Regions from separate parts of the Capsicum annuum genome. Here region 2 is linked to region 1. A link is a contact called in public Hi-C data. All regions are on one chromosome and are shown on one strand. The core of a region is the stretch at or near the end of the contact, and the rest is flanking DNA. Distances in the headings are between cores, read along the strand shown.

What was found. A called contact is a pair of places that touch in the nucleus more often than the background predicts.
Region 2: a Hi-C map of leaf shows a contact between it and region 1, with 3 times the contacts expected there. The contact joins two enhancer-like sites. A contact is called at or near these places in 2 of 5 Hi-C or Micro-C datasets (leaf and placenta).

Annotation. Positions count from the first base shown.
Region 1 is chr5:209,968,205-209,970,789 of UCD10Xv1.1, forward strand. It overlaps LOC107871197 (probable methyltransferase PMT11), which reads left to right. Exons shown (of 9, transcript XM_016718040.2): 6 at 178-435; 7 at 565-687; 8 at 1,025-1,102; 9 at 1,248-2,012. The coding sequence ends at 1,461. Among protein-coding and RNA genes, the nearest start is that of LOC107871197, 11 kb to the left of the region's middle. Within about 2 kb of position 1,312, at least 1 of the 5 cell types and tissues checked has an H3K27ac peak or open chromatin away from gene starts, as enhancers often do. A contact at or near this core is called in leaf, where this site is marked.
Region 2 is chr5:210,034,761-210,037,345 of UCD10Xv1.1, forward strand. All of the region lies in intron 1 of LOC124898763 (a long non-coding RNA gene), which reads left to right. Among protein-coding and RNA genes, the nearest start is that of LOC124898763, 3.1 kb to the left of the region's middle. Within about 2 kb of position 1,286, at least 3 of the 5 cell types and tissues checked have an H3K27ac peak or open chromatin away from gene starts, as enhancers often do. A contact at or near this core is called in leaf, where this site is marked.

The sequences.
Region 1 (2,585 bases), core at 62-2,561:
GTTAGTGAAAATAACAATTTGTCCTTTATTAGTCAGTTGTTGATAAATCAATGGGGCATGTTCCAAGTGTAAACGTCAGTGAAGGCACAGCTTTCCATGTGTTAATGATTCTGATTTCATGTAGACGTTCCTTTCATTATGGCACTGGCTGATTTCTTTTTTAACAATCACATTTAGGTATGTTGATCTGAAAGCATGTATTACACGATTGCCTGAAGAAGGATATGGTGCAAATATTACCACTTGGCCTTCACGCCTGCAGTATCCTCCAGATAGGCTCCAGAGCATACAAGTAGATTCTTTTATGTCTAGGAAAGAGCTCTTCAGGGCAGAGTCAAAATTCTGGAACGAAATAATTGGAAGCTATGTCCGTGCTTGGCATTGGAAGAAGCTCAAACTTAGAAATGTAATGGATATGAGAGCTGGTTTTGGAGGGTACCGTCTTCCATACTTCTTGTTGTTGGCTTCCTCTTTGTCATTGTGCACTTTAATCGTCTGATCAGCATTATGCTTCTAAAGTTTGTGGAAAGAATAATGTCCAATTAATTGCTTTTTTTTCAACAGATTTGCAGCAGCATTAATTGAAAATCAACTGGATTGCTGGGTTCTAAATGTTGTCCCTGTTAGTGGTCATAATACCTTACCTGTCATCTTTGACCGTGGACTACTTGGAGTCATGCATGATTGGTAAGAGTTGCTCATCCTTCACAGCATTTAATTAGTGGTTAGCATTTACCATGCGATCATTCTTTAACTTATGTTAGCAATACCAATATGACTTCGAAAAAAGAGAGAAAAGGAAATGGAGGAGAAAGGAGACAATACCGTTGATTTTTTTGTCTGTACGTATAATCTATAAGATATACTAGTCTGGCATATTTTACATCCTATCCTTTGCCAACATGAAGAATTACAATTACTCAGAAAGCATGCAGTGTATTCTGTAGAAAGTCGGTTGCATGAAATACATGTGACATCGTTTTATCCACGTGGACCGTCCTTAAAGGGTTGTTCAATTTTCCAGGTGTGAACCATTTGATACTTACCCAAGAACCTATGACCTATTGCACGCAAATGGTCTCTTCTCGATTGAACAGAAAAGGTACATCTTTATTCCTGATTAATTGCTTCATGAATGATAATTTTGGTCCAACTCTGCATCTAAAAGATCTTATGGATTGTGTGGAGTGGGACTGTTTGACCCCCAAAAATGATGCCCTGATGTTGTGTTTGATTCTATGTACCAGATGCAACATGTCCACAATCATGCTCGAAATGGACCGGATACTAAGGCCAGGTGGACATGCGTACATCCGAGATTCCGTCGCTGTCATGGATGAACTTCAGGATATTGGGAAAGCCATGGGTTGGCATGTAACTGTGAGAGACACATCTGAAGGTCCTCATGCAAGTTACAAGATATTGGTAGGTGACAAACACCTTTTACGAGGTAAACGATGACAAGAAAGGAGAAGCCAACATTCGTGTCTGGTCATGGCAAGATCAAACAACTCCATGGACACATCAAACCTCATGTTTCTACAGTACTTGGACCTGAAAGAGCCTTGCTAACATGGCAATCTTTCTTTGTCCGGGGCTGTTGTTTGTACCATGTAGCATATAACAATGTACAGCAGAAGATGGTATAGCTTCACACGATCAAGACATGTGTGACATTACCAACAGGGGAAATTTACTTAGCCCATAAAAGGATAGGTGTGGAAGTTACATAGCTCAGTGTTTTATTTGTTTTAATTTATTGTTCTGTGATTATGGGGTTTCTTTTATTCATGAGTTTAACTGTTCACTTGAACTGAGAAATCTAAACAAATAATTCCAGGAACTTTAGAACAGAAAAAGAAGCTATGCAACAGATCTATATATATGTAACTTTTTGGTGAACTTAACATCTTGCAGTAAAATGTGCAAGAATTTGAAATTCTTATATGTGAAACTCCAACACAGTATGTTGTAGTTTCGAATATTTACTACTGAAGCTTTGACACTGTGCAGGAGTTAAGTTTTTGTTGGAACATTTCAACATTGAATAATGCATTTTTTTTTTATTTTTTTTTTGGAAAAATAACATAAACATACATCTTTTACTTAACATATTTACAAATTTTCACCCTTACAGAGTAATTACAAAAATCTCAACTAATTTTGTATTTTTATTGGATATATCAAGAGCTAATTATATATCTTGGTTGATCAAAAATCGAAAAGAATATTTCGGGAACTAATTATGTATTTTTACAAAAAAAAATGTATCGTTATTGGATGTATTATGTATTTTGATGGACCTAAATTCAGAAAAAGAATATATCAGGAGCTAATTATGTATTGTTACAACGGAAAAAATATATTTTCGTTGATGTATTAGGAGCTAATTATGTATTTTGATAAATCTAAAATTAATTTTTTTAATAATTATGTAAAGGGTAGGAATTTTCTATATTAAGCTCTAAACTATTGAGATTTGTATTGTTTTTTTTTTTTCCTTGGTAAAAGTTGTATTTTCTGATTTGTTAAGACAAATTGCTTGAAAACAAATGTCATTTCATCTTTAAATCACTTGAAAGAAG
Region 2 (2,585 bases), core at 36-2,535, 67 kb after region 1:
GAATTCCAGGAAGTAAAATATACAATATAAATTAAATCGGAGAGAGTATGAAACATGTCAAGTAAAATGAGTGAGCATATATATATCTCTCTTATATATAAGTGTCATCATGTAGGACACCGTTGCTTGTTTCAAGCAAAGTTTGATCATAAATTTAGATATGAAATTTTTAAATTTTTAAAATTAAATTTATATATTTGAATATTACGTAAAAAATATTATAAATTATAATAATTATTTATTTAAAATATTGGAATATGTATTAAAAAATTATGATTAAATATAGATATATCTGAATTCCAGGAAGTAAAATATACAATATAAATTAAATCGAAGGAGTATAAAACATGACAAGAGAGAGAAAGTTGGGAGGTTAAAGTTAGTGTCAACACAGCTGGCTGCACGTCGACCTGTCAACCTGTTGGGACCTAACTATACCAAATTTATGGTGACACATACATATATATCTTTGGATTCTCATCAATAACAAAGGGAAATAACTTTAAAATGGAAGGAGTGAGTTATACTTTAAAAAATGAGTAAATAAAGTGAGTTTTTAAATATGTTGGGTAATCTGTTAGTCTCATTTTTAACTCAACTCCAATATTAAAAATAATTATTTTAATAATTTATTTAATTAGTAAAATTAAAATAATTTTATTATACTTTTTTCATTGTAATGTTAGTATTAATTAAAATTAAATAACTATATAAAGCAATAATAGTTTAATTTAGAGTTTTAAATATTATTACTTTAATAAAATACGGCTTTAATTAAAGATTTCTTAAGATGTATGTAGTCAAATAAATAAAACGGAGAGAGTACTTAAAATTGAGAATATGAGTCATTTGATTTTGAGTTCGTCTCGTGTTCTTCCATAAGAGTAAATTTATGCTAAAATATAATGGGAGAAATATATTTAGATCAAAATATACGAAAAGGATATATTTAAATCAAAACTCAAATAAAATATATGTTTAAATTATTTTTGATGGTAGAGAAATATATTTATCGACTTTTGTACTTCTTTCACGTCTTCTTTTAGATTGTATTTTGTATTGAGCCAAGTGTCTATCAGAAATAATCTCTCTATACCTCAATTTTAAAGTAATAATACGGATTATGTATACTTTATTCTATTTAAATTTAATCATATTAAAATATATTGAGTATATTATTACTGTAGCAGAGATTGAAATATATTTAAATTAGTGTGGGGGGGGGGGGGGGAGGAGGGATGGATATTTTATATTATGTGTGGATATTTTTTCCAAACAATGGTGGTGACAGATTTCGGCTGCATGAACATTGAACAAGTTGTTAGTACACTACTTCTTGTTTGCCTTTTACTTCTGTCATTATTATAATTATTACTCATTAGAAAATGTATATTACAAGGTTTGCAAGTGGTAACGTTTGAGTTAATTTTGGTAATTGCAAATATTCACTCCGCTTTCCAATGTTTGCATTATCCTTCTTTTGTTTTCATAATGCAAAATGATTTTCTGGATCCCTATATTATATCGATTTTGTAAGTTAAATACTTTTACTTGTATATTTGTCCTTTGAATTCTTGAACCCATTACAAAATAATATTTTGTACCCTTTGACTGTTAACCTCGCCCATGCGGCATTGAAATGATGATCAGGACAAGGAGAGTGTAGTCATTCACTTGGAGGTACTAGTGGGGGTTAATATTTAAAAAAAATAAAAAAAATCTTCTCCACTCCACCCCAGCCCGTCCCCATCCCACCCCACCCCAGCCCCTTTCATAAAATAATTTTTAAAAAAATGAAAATATTAAAATTAAAAAATAATTAAAAAGGCTTTTTTTTCTTTTTTTTTTTTTTAATTTAAAATTTTTAAAATAATATATATTTTTTTTAAAAAAAAACCTTCCCCACTCCACCCCAGCCCGTCCCCCCTCCCCTCACGCAGCCCATCCCACCCCCTTCCAGTCCCTTCACCCCACCCCAACACCCGCCCCTCCCCTCCCCACCCCCACCCCATTCCGTCCCCAACCCCCCACACCTCACCAGCCCCGTCTAGCCCCTCCCCACCCCACCCTCAGCTCCCACCCCTACCAGCCCCATCCCCACCCCACCCTCACCCCAACACTTTTCCAGCCCCCCCCCCCACGTTTACTTTTTATTTTAATTTTTCTTCTCAATTCAATTCTTTTCATTTTTTAATTAAAATTTAAATTTGAAATCTTTTTAGTTTTTGGGGATTAAAATTTAAATTTAAATTGAAAGTGAGTGATTGTAAATATTGAAAAAAAATAGTGAATTTCTCTTGAAAAAAATTAAACTTTTTGTGAATTGTTAAAAATATTCAAATTTAAAAATCAAAAAATTATTATGTTTGTATTTACGAATTTATAGTTAAAAATTTAAATTAGTTGGAGAAGAATTTTAATTATTTGGAATGGAATTGATGTTTAATTTGTGAGCAAAAATAAAAACATGATTATTCAAATTTTTCTACAATTTATAAATTTTTCTTATTTAATTAAATTAATTTTAATATTTAATTTATTATGTAGCATTTTAAAAATGACTTGAAATTTAATGTAATATTTTT